Regions from separate parts of the Danio rerio genome. Here region 1 is linked to region 2. Evidence: chromatin contacts called from public HiCAR-type data. All regions are on one chromosome and are shown on one strand. The core of a region is the stretch at or near the end of the contact, and the rest is flanking DNA. Distances in the headings are between cores, read along the strand shown.

The links. HiCAR-type assays count read pairs that join an accessible place to other places.
Region 1: a contact with region 2 is called in a HiCAR-type map of caudal fin, with 4 times the contacts expected there. The contact joins two enhancer-like sites. A contact is called at or near these places in 2 of 18 Hi-C or Micro-C datasets (caudal fin and an unstated tissue) and 1 of 4 datasets of contacts at active chromatin or transcription factors (caudal fin).

What each region holds. Positions count from the first base shown.
Region 1 is chr6:36,067,885-36,072,614 of GRCz12tu, forward strand. pik3r3b (phosphoinositide-3-kinase, regulatory subunit 3b (gamma)) reads left to right here. Exons shown (of 10, transcript NM_201143.2): 3 at 3,269-3,367; 4 at 3,459-3,639; 5 at 4,184-4,309; 6 at 4,493-4,635; 7 at 4,712-4,730. All of the region lies in intron 2 of LOC141386311 (a long non-coding RNA gene), which reads right to left. Among named protein-coding and RNA genes, the nearest start is that of pik3r3b, 11 kb to the left of the region's middle. Within about 2 kb of position 2,782, at least 13 of the 62 cell types and tissues checked have an H3K27ac peak or open chromatin away from gene starts, as enhancers often do. A contact at or near this core is called in caudal fin, where this site is marked.
Region 2 is chr6:35,900,189-35,905,433 of GRCz12tu, forward strand. It overlaps a transcript of pik3r3b not described here. Among named protein-coding and RNA genes, the nearest start is that of pik3r3b, 160 kb to the right of the region's middle. Within about 2 kb of position 3,118, at least 7 of the 62 cell types and tissues checked have an H3K27ac peak or open chromatin away from gene starts, as enhancers often do. A contact at or near this core is called in caudal fin, where this site is marked.

The DNA.
Region 1 (4,730 bases), core at 1,532-4,031, 170 kb after region 2:
CAAAAGCAGAAAGGCAATGAAATGCGGAGAGAAACACAGTTTAAAGAGAGAGAGAGAGAGAGAGAGAGAGAGGGGTGGTTTAGTTGCCATTACTTAAGGGCATGGATAGAAGAGCCCAAATCTCCAAAATGTCAAGCAGTCTGGCCAGTTTCCAGCACAACCCATAAAACTCTCAGGTTTTAGCAGATTAGTCTGCTGCTTAGTGACCAGCTTTAGACTCGTTTGATGTCGGGTGAGGAGAAATTCTGCAGAGATGCTCACAGGCTCACCAATCTCTCAAGCCCTTGCTATCCTTTAACTCATGCAGTCCCTTTCCAGATAAACCAGAGCTTCTTTTTGCTGCGCTTTATATCCATCTGCAGTGCTTTTACTCGTTTAAGAATCATAAAGTAACTCCTAAGCGAGGTACTGCGGATTGCTGAATTACAAATGTCAAAATCCTGTTATTCTATACAACCATATAAGTATATGTTTAAAGCTTTTTAGGGGCTTTTATGTATGTTCCAGTTAAGAACATTTTAATCCAATGGAGACTGCAGTGATGTATAGGCATGGGATGATAACCTGTTTCAAGGTTTACTGTGGTTTGGAAAAGTCACTGTTTTAAAACTGTCAGAATTTTCTGGTATACTGTTCCTACATTGTTTTTACTTGTTTTTTGCGACTATTTTATGTAGTTTTTTTAGAACATATAAAACAAAATCTCAAGCAGAAAAGGACCCTCCACATCAAAAGCTACTGGTCCAAAATATTTTAAATGCTTCTTAGAATAAAATCTATTGTGTTCAATGGGGGGGAAGGAATTGTTTTTTTATCCAGACATTTAAAAAGAACATATTTTAGAGCCGTAATCACAATACTGTGAAACATTTTTCTAAAAGGTTATCATACTGTCACAACCTTATACCAGCCCATGCCTAATGACCGATTGCATCACACAGTAATGGTGTTCAGCCATGTTATGATCTTGCAAGTCTTTATTTTATTTTTTTGTTAGATTTGATATGCTTGAGATAGGGGTGTAACGGATCGCAAATCTCACGGTTCAGATCACATTATGTTTTTTAGTCACGAATCGGACCATTTTTTTGGATCAGCCACTAAGAGGAGGAGAATGTAATTTGCTTTCCATTTATTACAAAAACAGTGCTGAAAGACACTTTTAGTTTCAACAAATAGAACTTAGAACCTGCAATTTTATTAAAAATAAAATGAAAACATAATCAGCTGAATAAAAATTAATTGTAAAATAATCAGTACTGTAAATAATTCACTGTTACTACTCCTGTTGCAGATAACACTAAATGTAGAAATCTAAAATAATAATTTGTACAACCCATATTTATTTATTTTCTCATTTTCAAAAAAATATTCAGTTTTTCACTCATAAATCTTCATGTTTCATTGCTTGATGTTTAATGTTTAAAGAATTATTCAGTGGCATATTTTTGATGGCTGGTTGCTGCCACCTATTGGTTAAATAATGTAGTTGCTGCGTACGACTTTCATTGTTGGGCTTCATTAAATGCATAAGACGGTGATTTTAATCTTTACCATGAACATCAGTGGTTTTATCTAAACTATAAACTGTTATCCCAGTACTTATGTTTTATTTGACTGTTTGTAACTTTATAACTAACTCAAAAGACTAAAGACTCAATCTCTTGATTTTTTTTGCATTTTTTAAACATATTTAAATGCAGAGAGTCGAATGATTAATAAACATATGCAAATCACCATCATTTATAATTAATGTTGTGTGGGTGTTGAAATCCAGATCTTTTAATGATTAATCGTGCAGCTTACACTGAATTTGTTAATGCAGGCTAAACAAGTAGCGACAGAAAACACCTTTAATAACCTAAGAAACCCACCACATCCCGAATAACCTAAGACAACTTCCTCCATCATCATTAAATTTTACAAGAAAGCCTTAATGCTTGCATACATGTGATTTGAATGACACAAATGGCAATCTCTTACAAATTTAGTGAAGTAAAAAAAAAAGTATCAATCTGCAAGCCACACGTGTTTCCAACCGTGGGTTGTGATTCACACGAATCATGGATCAAATGTGATCCGTTACACCCCTAGCTTGAGGTAAAGTCTACATGAGGTCAACTTTTGACTTTCTTTTAAAATATGTGGGGTTCACTTCCTGTTGTTGTTTTACACAATTTTTAAAGGCCTGTTATTCATGTATTTTAGTAATTACTCTAACAATCATTACTATTCACCGAGGTGAAGGCTGTTATGCCTAGCATATTTACCTTATTTACCAAATATATTTTTTATCAAGGGGTTTTTTAATGGAAAAACAAAAATTCTCTCCGTAACACTGGCATCAGTGCTACTTAGAGATCATGTGTATGACACAGTGAGCACAGTGACAAATCTTGTTATTTCTCTGCTGTCTTCATTCACTTTAACGCATTCAAAACCAAAGTGCAATGCTGTATTTCTGGAACATCTTGTTTCATTTCAGCGTGTCACATGAGAGCAGTATAATTGTTCACAAATGTCTCACATTGCTTTGATTGCCAAGGTATGTTAGAAGCTTCTTTGATCAAAACCAGTTACTACAGGACACCTCCCTAATTAACAATGAACTTGCTGATGCACCGCAGCCTAAAAATGTACATGATTTGTTCATTTCTAAGTGCAGGAGATGACTCCTCCCACAGAAAAAAATTTGGAGTATTGCTTAGTCAAAGGCTTCTTACCTCAGCAGCACGAAGTAGGCTAAATTTACCTCTTCCTAAGAGACCGGGTCAGGGTCAGCTGAGCTCCAGCATGACTAGGCTGTTGGCTGTCAGGAGAATAGGAGGAGGGCTGGAAGTAGAGGGGTGTGACATTCCTCCTTGATAGACTAAAATGGAGAAGGGGCAGAAAAAGTAGGAAAGTCTTTGAAGACTGTCAGCTTCTCCGCTGGTCGTCTGGAGGCACTTTTAAAGCAGCAGACTGTCTGATTTCGAGACAAGAGCTGGAGGCATCAGCGTACATGTGGGCGTGCAGGACAGGGTCAACAGTTAAAGAATTCAAAGATGTCTCACTCTCTGTAGCAGACAGATGGCTGGAGCAGACAGCATCGTCACAGACCAGTGCCTTTGCCCTCTGCCAGACCAAATACTGTCAGGCAGAGTTTAGTGTGTGAAGAGTAAAGGACGGGACCACAGGAAACTTATTTATGCTTTAATTAATAGGAACAAGATTTGATGAGTGGATTATTTGCAACACAAACCGTTCTCTTTCCTTTTTTTCATTGCAGGGAAGAGGTGAATGATAAATTGCGAGACATGCCTGATGGTACTTTCCTGGTACGGGACGCTTCAACCAAGATGCAGGGAGATTACACATTAACGCTAAGGTAACACAATTTTGAAAGCTCCTTCAAGATCTCGCAGTTTGGTTTGTATTGATCTGAAGTACAACGCAATTCCTTTTATTGCCCCTTGCAGGAAAGGTGGAAACAATAAGCTAATAAAAATCTACCATCGAGATGGGAAGTACGGATTCTCAGACCCGCTCACGTTTAACTCTGTGGTGGAGCTCATCAGTCACTACAGACATGAGTCACTGGCCCAGTACAACACAAAACTGGACGTTAAGCTCATGTATCCGGTCTCCCGCTACCAGCAGGTAAATGGGTTTAGATTGTGGGTGGGGGGTATCGCTTTACAACCTCCCTTCCTTTACTTTTACCGTGCTGTCCTCCCACCTCTCCCTCCCTCCAGCCCTAAAGAGCATGTTTGCTGAATGAATTGTGCAGTTTGTTGTGAGTGAAACTGCAGAGGCAGCAGGATGCTTTTGGCATGAAATATTACTTTGTTTATTGCCACAGCAGCGCACCTCCTAAATAATTGCACACATCCACAGTGTCGAAAGGCCATCCAGGCATTTATTCCTTTCCCCCGCTCCTCCTCCCTCGCCCGCCCGGTATCTTTCTCAGACACACAGGTGCTCATTATTTAGGGGGTTCCACAAATTTAGGCCCTCGAGAGGCACTTACAGATTCCAAGATTTTTATTAATGATTCCTGGGAAAAAGAATTCCTGAAAAATGGCTTTAACTTTGTAAGCAGAATCTACCATAGGTTGCTGCGAGCAATCCTTTTATCCCCACCACACTTTTCTCCTCTCAGCAATTCATATCAATAACAACGCTTTTACTCTCGCTCTCTCAGGATCAGCTGGTGAAAGAGGACAACATTGATGCAGTGGGAAGGAAGCTCCAGGAGTATCACAATCAATATCAGGAGAAGAGTAAAGAATATGACAGACTCTACGAGGAGCACACAAAAACCTCACAGGTAAGCCTCTTAGAACATCGCTATTTGATCGATAGACATCCAACCTCTTAACTCCAGCCCCAAACGCAATGTGTATACAAACAATTCATTTGATTGCGAGAAGCCCATTAACCAAGTCTGTGAAGAGGCGCGTTCCTTTGAGGTTGCATCACATCCATTGATTTATCTTTCCTTTGATTGCAGGAGATCCAGATGAAACGTACCGCAATAGAGGCCTTCAATGAGACTATTAAAATTTTTGAAGAACAGTGTCACACACAGGAGCGCTACAGTAAGGAATACATTGAGCGATTCCGCAGAGAGGGCAACGACAAAGAGATTGAGAGGTACGCAGAGGTCACAATTAAGAGAGCTCTGGATTGTCAGCCTGTATCTAAGGGTTTTTCAATTGATCTTTCTCAGGATTATGATGAACTACGAG
Region 2 (5,245 bases), core at 1,868-4,367:
CACAGCAACTCCTTGTGTTCACTAGTGCAGATTCAGGCCATTGCTGTTAAAAAAAAGTTTTGTGAACTTTAGCTGGAGTTCTTAGTAGCACCACAAGGGAGTGCTCTGGCTCCGTACTTTTTTGGGAGAAGCTGCTTCCAAAAAACCTTTGCTCTGCTATTGGATTAGATCAGCCAAATATATGCATAAACACACACACTCACACACACCTCATCACTTTTTTTCCCTCTCTTCTAAAATGATTAGGCAAAGCATGAATTTCCCATAGGAGAAAACTACGTTTATCACTGTGATTCACATTCTGTTGTGGTTTCAGACTGAGACTTTTATTAAGTTTTAAGAAGAGGCTTTGTTAGAGATTACGGTTGCAACATATACATGAATATACTGTACATGGTCTAGCAAAACCATGTACGGTATGCAGTATGCATGGTGTGCCACAGGTAAAGCAGTATTTGTCACAACTCAAGCTTCACAACCTTCTAAATAATTTTTAGGATGACAACGTGACGTGTTCACTAACATGGCTAAGAAACCGTATGTTCATGTCAGTTTCTTTGAAGTACATGTTCAAACTTACGCTCACATGCACAAATCCATAAAAGGGCAAAAGGTTATTCACGAGTTGCTGCACAGATTGTGAAAAATGTCTTCTGACACGTAAGAACTCTCATGAACTATATGTATAGGGTGGGTAAGGTGGATGCTGTCAGGTTGTAACCGTGTGATGTGGATTTGTTCTGACAGCGTGGTAAGGCCAGTTCACAGTGGTGTTGGGAAGGTTAGTCTTTTTTATATCAACCTTGAGAATCACTTTTCGCCTTTTAAACTATTTCTTCAGTATGTTTGAGAATGTCAGTGTGTGTACTTCAAGCTTAGAAAAACCGTCGCTTATTAATGTGTCATGCCGGTTTAGATTGCATTTGGTCATTATGCAGCTCTCAGAGCTATATGATTTTGGTTTAGGGCAGGGGTGCCCAAACTCTTTCCTATATATTAAGCTTTAATACAAAGATTCCATCAATTGTTTTCTTGTTTGTTTAAAAATAAGTAGAAAACATTACTTCAAACATATTAGCTAATCTGTTATATATATATATATATATATATATATATATATATATATATATATATATATATATATATATTATTTATTTATTTATTTTTTTTTACATTTTATAATTAACTAATTATAATGAAAACATGAGAATTCAATTTTCTATTTATAACATTATGGAGTTCAATGCTGAATACACTAGTCAAGTTGCACCCACCTTCATTTACAACATTTAATTGAAACATTTAATTATTTTATTTTATTTTTTTGCTTTAAAAATAAAAGCAACAAATGAAAAGTTACATTAAATTAAAAATTACAGTGTGTATAAAAAACTATTAACCCCAACCCTCCACCATATTCTACTTCTCTTCTCAGATAAGATGAAGATGGGCCAAATCAAAGGTTACAATGGGCCAACTTTGGCCTGCGGGCCCTTGTTTGGGCATTGTTTGTGGGCCCTCTGGTTTAAGGACATTTTGTTTTACATGGTCCACTTATAGTACCATCCTCAGTTAATTTAATGCTTGCAAAACACTTATCCATTAAGTTGCAGACCGTGGGCTTTTAAGTCTGAGAACACATTAAAAATATGTGATTTATTTATTTATTTATTACCCTAATACAATTTGAATTCTAAATAAAAATGACAGTGAATGCTAAAACTGAGAAAAATTAATGCTAAAAAATTATAAAAATAAAAGGTCAGATATTATTTGTATTAGTTTTTAAAATATTGTTAAAATGAAAAAAAAAAAAAAATTTGTTTATTTTAGCTTAGTTCCTTTATTCATCAGGGGTTGCCACAGCCGAATGAATCGCCAACTTTTCCAGCATGTGATTTAGACTGCATATGTCCTTCTAGCTGCAACTAAGAAACATTCATACACACTCATTCACACACATACACGACGGCCAATTTAGTTTATTCCATTCAACTATACTGCATTTCTTTGGAACCGGAGCACCCAGAGAAAACATGCAAACTCGACACAGAAATGCCATCTGACCTAGCTGGCACTCAAACCAGCAACCTTCTTGCTGTGAGGTGAACTTCTTGAACTGCTGATAATAATGTATGTGTAAGTATTGAGGTGCTTCTGATATCCAATCCTTTTAGTAATAGACAAGCTCGAGAGTGAAGCACGAAAAAATAAAGGAGATGCCAGAAAAAACAAAGGAGCTAATGATTCTTTCAGCAACCTAAAAGATTATCAAACTGCCATGTTAAACTATTATCATCACCTTCTGGACTATTATGAACTCGGGAATGACAGAATTACTTTATAACAAGAGGTTACATGTGCTGGTGAAGATTAAAGATGCATATGAGAGGTTTGCATTGACTAAGGACTACATGTATGCTGTGTGCAGTTTTTCTGTAATTGTTAACAAATGAGACTGCAAGGTTTTGTATGTGTTCATATATATTGCGTTTATTTATTTACTTTATATAATCGCAGACGTTACAATCGGCTATTTTTACAGTAGGCTATAATTATCATTGATCTGCATCTATAATCAAATCCTGTTCATAAAAAGGTTATAATGAACATTTATACACAGTATTTATGTGTATAAAGCATCTGTTTTGTGTGAAGTGCTTCTCATATGGTATGAGAACGACCCTTATGGCTTTACTGTGACATTTCCTCGAGCAAGAATGACGACGACTAAAACTCTGCCATTGGGACCCTTTTGACTGTGGAAACACAAGCCTGAAAAGCCCGGATTCAGATCTTTTCCAAATTTCATATAAACAATATTGTAATTTAGAGATTTAAATTTGTTCATTTATATAACAATAATAATATATACTTAAAAAAATATCGTTTATAAGGCCAACAATACCATTCATACCGTCTATAACATATGTCTAACCTTTTGACTGGAATGAACACTATTAAGCCAACGGTAAACTTTGCAAAATGTATCCAGCATCCATTTCCTGCAGTTATATAACGGCTTGGTTACTCATTCTGGAAATACTCACACCATTGCATGCACTCTCGTAAGTGTTTTGGCAGACACGCACCATGGTTGCCATTTAAAAGCTCAGCCAAGAAGTGGTGAAGTCCAGTGGCCACAGAAAACTGAAGACAACATTACGTCACCCAGCTAGAGCTTGCGCTAACCAACCAGCGATTTGTGGATCAACAGTGTGTTGTCATAGAGATGGCAAACCGTTTTAGCCACCGGGTGACATATTTTAGTGAAACGAGAACGAACGAGTGAGGAAAGGTTTCATGTAGGAGGACGAGAGGAGCAGAGAGGCAATAATGACTCATGAATCAGGTGTATTGAAGATCGACAAGTGCTCACACAGTAAATTCTAGCTAACAGTCAAAAAGGATTGACAAATCTGTGCATGGACATACATTCGGTGTGAAGCACAAAAGCATGAACATAAACATACACACAGTCGACAGGAAAAGAGAGCGATTCTATCTCTAGTTTCCCTGGATACAGTGACAGGCACACAGAGAACGCGACTGACCCGTGCCCACTCGCCAACAGCCCCTCTACCCTTTTCGATTATTAATTCCAACGTTCATCATCGTTGCATTTGTCATCTTTTTCTTGCGTGAGAGAAGCTGAGCTCGGCAAAACACAAATTAAAAACACTCTACTCATCTTTCGCTTTTGCTGCTGTCTCATTGGCTGCCAGTGATGTCATCCTGTCTCATATGCAATAGTCAATAACCTATTAGAGTCCAGCATTTTACAGTCAGCTTGGGCAGAAGGGGCTTCTGCCGCTTGAGCTCTCCCACACCCTTGTTTTATTGGAGTCTTTTAGCGATTGTCTTGATTAACAAGCCCTAAAGTCCTAAAGATTTCTGAGGGGAGACGCTTCAGTTCCCCCATGGGATCACTTTGTACTGCGGGTGGTGTTATAATTGTTTTTCATTGCAAATGATGCTGTTTTTTTTGTGCTGTCTGTAAATGCAGGCCATTTAAAGACTGCAGAAGTGCAATTGTTTTTGCATATTAAGTTATATGGTGTGTTTGGGGGTATATACTGTATAATTACCCATATAAATATCCATAGTATGGAACTAAATAACCGTAATTGTTCAGGCTGGATAACTTGAGATGTATCAGCATCATTTTAGGAGTCTTATTGAAAATGTCCTCACCTTTCTGCAAGATTGCCTCTCTAGTTTTGTTTACGCTCACTCTACCTGCATAATCCATCCATGTCATCTGTTCTGTCCAGCTCGTTCTCCTCGTTTCTGCAGATACAGCCTTGGAAGTGATCACTAACAATGATGTCATCCCTCAATTACTCTCTCTCTCTCTTTCTCTCTCTCTCTCTCTCTCTCTCTCTCTCTCTCTCTCTCTCTCCACACACTCACACACATACTTGTGGCCAGACTCCTCCCTTGTTCAGCCTTTTTGGCTCTTAAAATTTCCTGACAGAGATGTTCTGATCGATTCCTCCGCTGACGTCCTGTAGGGGCCTTTCACACAGCATGCACTCCTGCATCCATCTGCACAGTTTTTAAATAGTGTTTTATATATAAATGTGCTAGGTGGGTGTTTTGACCACAGTGAGCCATCTCACAGTTCTTTTATTGCCTATATTTATGTCTTCTCCCACGAGTGCTGCATGTTTTAAAGATGCTGCGTGAGATTAAAAGAAGTGCAAACGTTTGGATAGTGTATCAGAACACATCATCAGAAATTTTTATGGATTGATGGATGGCTACAATGGAGGTGGTGGATGGATGGATGGATGGATAGATGGATGCATGCATGTATGGGTATTCAAATTTTTAGATGAATTGTTTATTCCATATTGATGTATATGAAAAGACTGGATGAATAATCAAAGACTGGATCAAAAATTAGCTAATGACATTGAGGGAATGCTTTCAGCACGTATTGCATGTTCAACAAATATTTTTTGCTTCAAATCATCTAAATCGCAGCGTCAGCGCATTCAGAAATAACAGTTTGTTGGCAAAAGCCTCTAAACGCCACTTGCCTTTGACAGCAAAAGCCGCTATATCCTGAGAACCAATCAGGAGGCAGGAATCAAAACATGTTTCCAATGTAGCAGTGTGCTGATGAGCCGGCTTTGTTTTATTCCGATTCATACGTACATTTTAAAAGATGGAGTTTGATGAACTGCATAAACCTGTCCGGCTTTCACTAAATGGCAAATGAAATTGTCTCTTACCTCAA